Linked DNA regions of Capsicum annuum: region 1 is linked to region 2. Evidence: chromatin contacts called from public Hi-C data. All regions are on one chromosome and are shown on one strand. Each heading gives the region's core, a stretch centred on a gene start, on an enhancer-like site or on the middle of the called end of the contact. The rest is flanking DNA. Distances are from core to core; before and after follow the strand shown. Region 1 overlaps LOC107870790. Region 2 overlaps LOC124886445 (a long non-coding RNA gene).

Region 1 (5,866 bases), core at 658-3,157, 67 kb after region 2:
AGTTCCCATATCAGGCACAGACATGAAGGCTCATTCAGATATTGACAGGTAGTTTTCTTTTAAATATTTAAAAAATCTTTGGTGAAAAAAAGTGATAAGAATAAATACAATACACACAATCAAAATAAATTTCTAGAACAGAGGTGAACCGCATTGGTAGGATGGTTGAAATTTCTCTACTCATTAAGATCTTGGGTTAGAGTTCTTGAGAATAAAAAAAGTCATATGCCTCATCAAAGATCAATACACGTTCTTGCTCCATTACTATTCTCATGTATCATACCAATTTACACTAGGTTGTGAAAAATTTGTATCTTATAGTAAGTTGATATACTGAAAAGAGAACGAAATTTACCCAATTTTGGCAAACAATGTAGAGGGAAAAGCTGCCATATGAAAAGACTTACTACGTAAATAGAATCCATGATGCATGAATTTGTTTTTCAATGCTTCTATCTTTTGACTCTTATTATATAGTATATACCACACACATTAATCAACTCATTAAATATGGAGTTCATTTTTTGACCATATATTTTGAAATGATATCAACAAAATATTTGGAAGTTTGTCCAAAAGGTAAATACTCGCTTGGGTCCTCCATGATACTTGAATCATACTTTGCCATCAACCTTGTCATTTCTCCTTGTCCTACTCTACTTCTCACTGCCCATTAGGTATCCAACGAGTTTGCACTTGTTTTTTCTTTTTTTGTTACAAAATATTCAAAAATATACTCTGTAACTAATAATGTGACATATTTTCCTATTTAGTTTATTTCAAAAAGAACAAATATTTTCGAATTTTGAAATAACTCAGCTTTAGAACTTTCATTTTATCTTTAAAGATATGGTGTATAGCAAAACAAGTGAATTACTTTAACCCACTAGTTATAAAAATATTTTCTTATTTCCTAAATTTCATGCTTGGTCAAATAGCGGGACATATATTGGACGTAATGCTATGTTGCTCGAACTTATCAAAAATGTCAATGGTTGCATGTCGGATTCACCAAAATTAATGTATTTTTGAAAAATCTGACACAAGTGCGGCATCAAAATTGAAGAGTCCGCACAACTTACACGCAAGGAGTAATACTTAGGGGTGACATTTTAGCCGCTAAACTAATCGTTCAAGAAATGCAGCTTAGCCGCTTGCCCAGAACTTTGACTAACACCCCCCAATCCCCCAAACCCCAACCACCCTCTTCTTCAAAAAAAATAAAAAAGTCTGCCCTCTGAAAAGGTAAAATAAAAAAAGAATCAGAACAAAACTTCCTCTGAAGCCTGCTGTCCACCCCCATCTCCAAAGCATGAAATTCAGTATTGGATTGACACTTTGCAACAAAAGAAAGTTACTCTTTTACCTCTAGTAAATGTTTGATAAACTTTAAGAAGTAGGAGTTTAGTGAGAGCATGTAATTACTCCAATTAATTTAACTAGAAATCTAGAAATTTATTCAACTAGAAATTTAGTTTTTTTATATGTGAAAGATGATTCAATCCAAAAATATGAAATAGCTCCAAACTGGTGGGAGATGGTAGGTATCTGGTAGAATTGTCGAGGTGCGAGCAAACGGGCCCGGCCACCACCGTTATCAAAAAAACAAATGTGAAATAGCTCCAGCTCTTTATAATCCACCTACTACACTTGTGGACTATAGCAAAGTACAGTGTACCTTGTATGATAAAAACCATATATGATAAAAATAACCAACCTTATATTGTACATAGTCACCTAAGGTCCAGACTAATAAAAGGTAAGGGCAAAACAATAACTCAGAAGGAAGGAAAAAAATAGACAGGAAGAGAGGGGGAAAAGAATAGGAAGGTAAACAGCAGATAAGGACCATGTGAAAGTAGAAACACAGGAAATATCACCTTATCTGGAGAAGAGGACATATGAATGGACATAGGTCATTGGACCATTGTCCATGGTCCAAGCTGTCAGGCCCTCTCTGTATAGGATATCCATAATCCATGTGACCAACCAAAGCTTTCTCTTCTCAAGTACATTTCAGCAATCATCTGCATTCAAAACTAAAACTCTACAATTCTATTATTATTCAAAAGAATAGTATTCTCACTTTCTTGGGGGACCCATTTCCCAAATGGGGCTTGAGTTTGGCTTTCTTTTTTAGCCCCAGTATTTGATATTTATGTACAGCCATGGCAATCCAACCCGGTGCATGCACAAAGAATGCGAAAAAGGGATTGAGGTCTCACTCTCTCCACTGCTTACTGTCACATATACTCCTTTTGGCTGTTGTAGCATAGCAAGGGCATATGATTTAGGCCGCGATAACATGGTCATGTGAGTACGCTTCGTTCAATTATCTCACACACACTGTGCATTTCTAATCAACAGAAATTGAGTATTCTGTAGCGTAGTTAAATCAACAGGTTCCTTTTTCCTCCTTTCCTTTGAAGGAAAGGGAAGAGGGGTCAAGGGAAAAATATACATCGCTCAGCCACATCAAACTAAAAGTGAATCCAATGCCTCTATTTCAGAATCTATTGTGGACATACAGGATCTATTACAGTAACAATAATGGTAAGAATAGTTATAATGGAAGACGGGTTAAAGAATAAATGAAATTGTACACTAGAACGAGCTCCACTACCAAAACTTCAAGCGAATACCATAAAAATGTGCAACTGCTGCAGCAATAGATAAAATGTATGCATATCCAACCAAGATAGCAAGTGCAACGAATGGTGAGGCAGAAAGGGTATCCATGGAAAGGTTAACCATTCCAGTTAGCACATTAGCCTGCATGATTGCACAACAATTTTTATGACTAATTATCCAGAGATCAAAGGTTGAACATAAAATCTTATAGAATGATGATGTCACCAATAAATTTTTCCTCACCAGAAGAAAAGAGACGAGTAAATTTCGGTCAAAAAATTCTATCAGTGCAGCAACTTTATATCCAGGTACATAATCAGCTAGAGTTAAAACTGCAAAAACCTGAAGAGGGGAAATGTTAGTCATGACTAAATAAAAAAAAAATCCTACATTATATGGATCACATCAGCAGACTTTATGCAGCATTACATTCAAGAGAAATTCACAAGTAGTCCCAAAGTTCTTCCAGAAAAACAGAAATAATTGCTAACTAGTAAAGTCTTCTTCTATCCAGAAGTCCGGTGTTGTTCCCTTCCAGGAGTGAAATGAATCTATCTTTGACCAAACTTTTTGAAATGGGTTCGCAACACTTTGAAAAAGCAATGCTCAGCTTGTGTGAGTGTATAATAAGTTGAATCTTCACAAGAAAAATTATGAGCATCGTACTTCACCCAGAAATAGGTCAAACCGCAAAAAAAAGTAGGGATTAGCTTTCCAAAAGACAAGAAGTTACCAGCCAACCACTAATCCTTAGCTCAATGACATCCATTCTCTGTGGTATCCTTTCACTAAGATGTGCGGATGATCCCAAACAAATTAAATTGTTAAGAGAGATTTAAAGTTAGAGATTTTCCTTACAAGTCGCAGCTTCATTCATCTTATTTAGAAAACAGTAATGGAACTCCTTGTGCTCAATGTCATTAATTTCTGGTGACTCAATCTACTTCTGTTTTTCCATCTCTAACTCTTGTTACTTCTTATATCTCCACTGAAAGATTGGACTTATCATGCTCTGAAATGAGTGGTAAACGATCATCAAACAACTATCTTTCACTTCCAAACTATTTGGGGTCAAATATATGATCTACATATATTCCTCTCTATTTGTATCAATTTTTTTTTTGATAACCGTGGTGTCCGGGCCACCTCCCACCAGCAACAGGTACCAGGTACCTCTGTCCACCAAGGCTAGAACAGATGGGAAGAAATCATCTAGTGTTTGTCTCTGTTGGGTGTTGGGAATTGAACCTGAGATCTCATGGTGCTCAACCCAACTTCATTGAACCACTAAGCCACACCCTTGGGTGCTATATCAATTTCTTTTTGTACTGGCAATTCTCTAAAACTAGAAGTTCTCTACATCTTACACTTATTCCCAGAGTCACATACAAGTTCTACAAACAACAACAACAATATACCCAGTGTTATCTCCACAAGTGGGGTCCGTAAAGGTAGGATGTACACAGATGGCAGACCTTACCCCTACCTCTGTGGGGATACTGATTGGTTTCAAAAAATAGCAAGATGCTGACATACAAGTTTCTACAAAACTAAAAGTACTACTGACAAGCACCAGATTTAATTGAACAGTAAAACCAGTAACTAAACCTTAATGCGAACTAGCTGGCATTGTCTTTATGGATCCTTTACTTCCTTTATCTCCTATTCTTAGCTAAATTTGCATTGGTTACCATAAATCATAGGTCGTTTTAGATAACCTCCAATCTGATTCTGTGTCTACTTTATCCTCTTTTAGCGCCTTCCGTCATCATAACATCACACCTACAACAAACCAATTCAACATGGTCAAACCATCTTCACTGATATTTTCTCATTTTATCCTTTTTGTGCAACTTGAATCCTCAGTCCAAAGTAATCATTTCAAGCTTTGTCCAATCTTGTTCAACTGCATATCCATATTAGCTTGTACATTTCTACAACATTCATCTTCTGAATATATTTCATTATTGAGACACTACACTCACTCCAGTATAACATCATTGTTCCCACAACCGTTCTGTAAAATTTTCTTTCACTTTGTTAGGCACTGAATTCAACGAAAATCTCTGTGTATCTCCTCCCATTGTCCTCACACTTGTAACTGGTCCTTCATAGGTATCCTTTATCGTATTTATATTTGATATGGATTCTGTATTTTCAAACTACCAACTAAGGACTTTACTGGCACTACCATATGGTTTCTCTAAGAATTTCTACAAATGTTAAAAAACAAAAAATCTGCTGTTACAAAACTACCAAGCATGAACCCATTCAGCCACGCTTGATATCCCTGTTCTACGCTCCATCACTATTTTCCAAATGTTATATTATTATAAGTTCAATTTAAAATACATATATATAGTATATAAGTTAAATATGACAATAGTTCAAACATCTTTCAACTCCTTTGTTCTTACATACTGGAACCAAGGTACCCTTTTCCACTCATTTGGTCTCTTTCACTCCTTAATATAACATTGAATAGCTTGGTTAGCCATCACTTAACCTCGCCAAGGCACTTCAAAACTAGACTACCCTCATCATATCCTTTACTTCAACGTAGGTTTATTTATGGATTCAGCTAAGGTTTCTATCTGTCGCACATGTATGAATATCTACCAAGTCGTCTTGTAATTTGTTTTGAGCAATTGACTGAAATAACCTCTCATCTGTCTTTAGTCTCATTATCTACTGTCAAAAGTTGTCGGAAATCATTCTTAATACACTTGGCCTAAGTTTTTCCAACTTTCCTCTCACTCTTGAAATAACTGATGAGAGATAATGCCCGAAAACCCATTAACTTAAAGAGACAAAAGTGCATCCATCCAATAGGACTAACATGTACGTCGGGTGCAAACTCCATTCACAAGAGTAGAACTGTTTGGAAGAGAAATCACTGGATAGATGGAATGAGTAGCTACGACCAGTTAAGCAAACAAAAGGAGCCACAGGGACGAGACAATTCCACATTCTAATTATGAAAAAAGAACTTTAAAAGTAGATACCATAAAAGAGTACAAGACTTGAAGAAAGAGTGCAAGAAAACAGCTCAGAACACTCTTGAAACACACAGCAGAAGAGAAATTTCAGAACCATGCCAATTTATCTGAATCTTACCTGAAGGTTCATAGCCAATACAATAGTTACATAAGCCAGGTTGCACTGTTAAAAGAGATTATTAGACATTTGACATAAAATTGCACTGAAAACTATGATATTTGCTACTGAAAATAGA
Region 2 (5,556 bases), core at 1,832-4,331:
GTCCTGGGAATTTTAGTAAGTAGTTTGTTTGAAAATCCGCCTTAATAATAATTAGTCCTGGATATTTGTTATTATGTTAAGTTTTATAATAATATTATCTAATATTGACTAAGTATTTGGGTAATGGTTCAGTTTAGATGGTTCTCCCGTAGGAAAATTAGTGTGGGTGTCACTTATGACTATTTGGTTCGTGACAGTCCTTAAGTGAAATAGAATAATAGGAAAAACCTAATGCTTGCGGTTTAATTTGTGTTATGATATGATTACAAGGTTATATTAATTTATAGTTTGTTTTATGTTGTGTACTCTTTGTCTAACAATTTCTTGGACATAATAAAAATAAGTTCCGTTTATCCAGTACTACCGCGTACATATTTTCTCTGTCAAGGGATTACCACTCAAGAATATTTATATTGGTCTCAGAATGAGAATGACAGAATCAACCAATTCATATGTACAACAACTACAATCTTATACTTCGATATATCTTCAGGTGTGGTGAAGTAAAAAACTTCCAACATCAAAGACTACTATGGAAGGGTGCCTTAGTGTATATGGAGGGAAAAACTTGAGTAAAGAATTGGACGTATGAATCATCTCTACAGGCTGACAGTCGATAGAAAATGCTGAGCAAAGCTGCTGGCTTGAAGAGGGGGGCTAATCCGTAACATCAACTGCAGAAGAATGAGGTTCGACAAGATGGTTGGAAACGTTTAATGACCCTTTGCAACTTGCCAAATACTTGCAGAAGCTTTGTACTATGGAACAAACTTTTGTATTGCACAAAAAATGGTGAACTTCTCTATGAAGGAGGGTATAACTATGAACTTTACCATCTATATCTTAAAACAACAACAATTTATTACGAGTGACACTAAAATGAATCTTTCCATAGCTTCAATATGTTTGGATACTTTATATTTTTGGAGAGCCACTGCGAAGCACAAGAAGAAGCTATCGACGATTCCTTAACCCATGAAGGTTAAGGTGAGAAGAAGTTGTTACAAAAATTGTGAAAGCAGCATCAATGACAATTTGGATTCATCACCATTTATCCTTTTACTAAACTATCGTTTTTCTCAGAAAAATGTTTTCCTTACGAAAATATGTCTCGAAATTTTTTTATAATGTCAAAAAGTTTCAAAGGACGCCCTCGAAATAATTGTGCAAACGTATATCCTACAACATTAACATGGTTAAACTTTTAAAGTTTTTAATTGCATAATTCATTATGTTCTTATAGGGGTGTTTGAAAATTTGTTATACAGGCATTATACACTCCTATATAGTATTATACAAAATTTTGGTTTTTCTCTTACAATAATGTTTAGAAATTTGATATACAATATTATACACCAACTATACAACATTTTTTATAAGCCTATTATATAAAAAATGACTATCATTTTCTTTCTTGAGCCTCTTCTAAAATTTAAGGGAAAAAGACATTGTATAGGCTTTTTTTTAAAAAAAGAATAGCCCAAGTTTGGGCATATGGACATATAATGTCCAATCGGGTAAAAAAATGCCACTTTCTGGCCATTTGCTATTCTTTTCCAATTTGGGTCATTTTGGCCTACGTAGTCCATATACAGTTCATATACAATACTGATAGTCTATATACAATATTGATACAGTATATTCAACTTGGACAATTCAACCCTTTTAAAAATATTTCTATTTTTTTTTGCGGTAAATTTTTTAATTGATCAAATATACTGCTTTATTTTTTATTGTTTAGAAATAATAATTAAATTATATAAAAATGATATAATTGTTAAATAGAATATGTATCTATATAAGGTATATGTATAGAAATTGTATAGTTCTATCAAATATGCATATGTATAAAATATATATATAAAAAATATATAGAAAGTGTATGAAAATTATATAATTGTTGTATAAAACGTGTAAAAAAAGTGTACAGTTATGGTATAAATTGTGTATCAAAGCTGTATAATTTTCGTATAGAATATTTATATGTATAAGATTTGTATAAAAACTGTATTGAATGTGTATAGAAACGCTATAGAACAAGTCAGTAAATTGAAATGACTAGAAAGTGAAATTTAAATTCCACGGTCTTTTCATGGAAATAGTTTAATTTGAAGTGTCGTTTCTGTCATTTCCCTAATTAACTCACATTTAGCTCAAATTTATTTTATATCACTTCAAATTTAAGTTTTGATCGAACTCCTCTTGATATTTAGAATCAATTGGAACAACATCCAATTCAAATAACTAACAAACTCGAAAACTCCAGATTTGGAATTTAATTAAAATCTACTCCAAATTACTTCATGTTTTCATGATAAGATCCCCAAGGTTTCTCTTCTGACCAAGCTTAGCAAACAGGCAAGGTCAGTAATGAGCTAGTTTTGTTTTGGTAGCATTTTAAAATATGAATCTATTTTAATAGCATTGGTATTTCAATTACCTTATTTCATTAATAAATACATACGCTCCCATAAATCTTTCAATTTTATATAGTTACATCATTTGAAAATCAATATATATTGTATATATACTGTCTGTTCATTTATCAACTAGACAAAGGATAATCTTTTTTCAGTTTAATTAGTAGCAACATACATGTGCTACATTGTTGACTGTTGTTGTGTTTAATAATTAATGAAGAAACAGTATATATAGTAATGTAGCAAGTAATAAGAATGGTAGTGTTATAACGGGCTAAATTACAAGATATTCCCCCCAAAAATAATATTAAAGAAAGCTGAAACCAAGCATGTGCAATCGCTATTAATTATTTAACCAAATGTCAGTACAAAACACTTTAATCATAGTAACCTGCCTAGGTGTTTATTAATTAGAGGTCTCGAATTCAAATAGTTGGAAATGAAAAATTTATCTTGGGAGGTCCCAACAGTGCTCTCGAAATTGGCCATACAACGAGCGAATCCAAATTTAGTTGAGCTCAAATACAAATATCAGATATCAAATAAAATCCGAGAAAAGGGAAAGATGTTTTTGTACTTTTTAAGGACCGTCCTTGAGCAATTAGAAAAGGCTAGGCGAGACAGGTCCTGTTAAATCACCACATTAAGATCCTTTAAAAAGCAAACGTAATTTCCCTTTTAAATTAAACATAACTATTGCACGACTAAATAATTTTCTTTCCTTATGACCTCTCCCACTCTCTCAAGAATATAAATGTACAATTTGTAAGAATTTAATCATGTAAAAAAGTTGAATGGACATGCAAGGGAAAGATCAATCATCAACCTACATTGCTTTGATGTAATGTAACATTCTATTATTCCAAGCACAACACTTTGTAGCCATGTAATCATATTATTAGCTTACATCTCCATAACATATATTCTTTCATTAACCAAAAAACATATATTCTTTCTATCTCAATTTAAATTTCTATTTTGTTCAAAATGATTTATAGTAATACAAATATTTATGACTTAGTTTAGACTATAAGTTTCAAAAATCTTCTTTTTATTTTTAAACTTAGTGTGAAATATCTTCACATAAATTGGGACTGCAAAAGTGATTTCTTTCGCAACAGTGTGTATATACAACCTTATACAAATCACACACACATATTAACAATGTTCGTCCTTGTTATAATGAGGTATAATAGTGTATAACATGTGGGCGATGCAATTTTATTAAATTTAAATCTATATAAAATTTGAATTATATTAAATTCAAAATATATTAGTCCCGAATAAATATTATGGATTAATATAATTGAATTAATTATTTAAGTCCAAATAGGTATGGATTTAAATAAGGTCCAATATTTATTGGGTTAGTTCATTAATTTGGGTTATAAATGATGAACCACTTTACTAAGCAAAAAATATTGCCATATTCTAGAGGCCCAAATAAGCGCCACGTGTCAAATGACGTGGCATGCCAAGTCAAGTGAAGGAGACAATAGGATCGTGCCACATGTGAAACTGATGCAGCAAGCCCATGAAATAAAAGCCCATAAAAGGCACCACACCACTTAAATCTGATTGGTCAAAGGAAATCCATATTCATCATGACTCTTCCTTTCCTACAACTATAAATAGGGGTCTCATAATTCAGAAAAAGGGACCCCCAGAATTTTAACAGGTAGCAAGAGAAAACTCATGGATCAAACTCCACAATTTCTCTAAAAAAGCTCAAGCATTCAAATCAAGCTCATCAAGATTCAAGATCAAGACCGCAATATTCAAGAACAAGCTCAAAAGCCCTTGAATTCAAGCACAAGTCAAGATCAAGTCCCTCAAATCAAGAAATCAAGTTCAAATTCAAGATCAAGCTCGAAGCCCTTGAATTTATATTTGAAAAGGCGAATCAGAGGATTCATAGAGATTGTAACACTCGTATTGAAATTAATAAAATTGATTGTTGCAATATTTTCTTGTCTCGAATTATTTATTTTTGGCCTCAAAAATTTTATTGTCCAACAAATTCTGGCACGCCCAGTGGGACAATCTCTACCTCTCATCTCAACTTTTCATACTTCAAAGTTTAAGAACAACAAAATGACTTCCAAGAAGGTCAATTCTCAATCAACTGCTTCCAAGGATGCAGATTTAAAGTTCTCTGCTGAAGTAGAAAGCATCCTTGGTGTTACTTTCGGAAGCCTGGGAGCTGTCACAAGAAGCAAGGCAGGCTTGCTAGGACAACAAACACATCCAGTGTTGTCCGCTCCAGCTCCAGTTTTTGGATCTTCAACCCCAAAAGGAACGAAGTCCAATAAAAGTGCTTCGGAAGGAGGAAGCAGTGTGGCAAAATCACTTAAGAAGACTCTAGCTCTACTTGAACATTCCGGTTCCAAATACTCTGGCGCAAAGAGCGATGATCGTTCAACAAATGCGTCATCTCTACTTACACCACAGAAGCTGAGCACTTCAAGGATCAACTTATGTGAAAATCCATGTTACTCTCCAATGTCTCCGATAATCATGCAAGCAATGGTAACTGATGCCTCGTCTATGGAGGAACAATTTGCGAATCTAACAAAGGCAATTGAAGTCCTGACTAACTATATTCAGAATCAAGAAGTTAGGATTGATAAGATAGTGGATAGGGTGGAAGGCTTGATAGAAGGAGAATCTAGCCATCCACCGGGAAAAGCTCCAGAGGTTCATAAGATAGAAAATTTTGTGAAACAAAAACACCATCGACTAAAGAGGTGCAAGTTTCTGCTGAGGGAATGATCCCGATTGGGCAATTGAGGAAATTTATTAAAGGGACCCTCAAAGACAAGTATGATGTTGTCACCAAGTTTTTCCTTGCATATGCCAAGCCTTACACTGCAAGAATAGATAGCCTCAAAATGCCTGCTGGCTATCAACCCCTTAAATTTCAATAATTTGAGGGCAAAGGTAACCCAAAACAACATGTCGCACACTTTGTCGAGACATGTAATAATGCTGGAACTTATGGTTACTATCTTGTCAAACAGTTTGTTCATTACCTAAAGGAAAATGCCTTTGATTGGTATACAGACCTCGAGCCTAACTCCATCGATAGTTGGGAGCAATTGGAACACAAGTTCCTAAATCAGTTTTATAGCATAAG

The links. A called contact is a pair of places that touch in the nucleus more often than the background predicts.
Region 1: a Hi-C map of pericarp shows a contact between it and region 2, with 4 times the contacts expected there. The contact joins two enhancer-like sites. A contact is called at or near these places in 3 of 5 Hi-C or Micro-C datasets (leaf, pericarp and placenta).

Annotation. Positions count from the first base shown.
Region 1 is chr1:18,077,399-18,083,264 of UCD10Xv1.1, forward strand. It overlaps LOC107870790, which reads right to left. Exons shown (of 15, transcript XM_047394705.1): 13 at 5,749-5,793; 14 at 2,875-2,973; 15 at 2,476-2,772. The coding sequence ends at 2,620. Among protein-coding and RNA genes, the nearest start is that of LOC107870799, 12 kb to the left of the region's middle. Within about 2 kb of position 1,908, at least 5 of the 5 cell types and tissues checked have an H3K27ac peak or open chromatin away from gene starts, as enhancers often do. A contact at or near this core is called in pericarp, where this site is marked.
Region 2 is chr1:18,009,125-18,014,680 of UCD10Xv1.1, forward strand. LOC124886445 (a long non-coding RNA gene) reads left to right here. Exons shown (of 2, transcript XR_007043619.1): 2 at 494-820. Among protein-coding and RNA genes, the nearest start is that of LOC124886445, 4.2 kb to the left of the region's middle. Within about 2 kb of position 3,082, at least 1 of the 5 cell types and tissues checked has an H3K27ac peak or open chromatin away from gene starts, as enhancers often do. A contact at or near this core is called in pericarp, where this site is marked.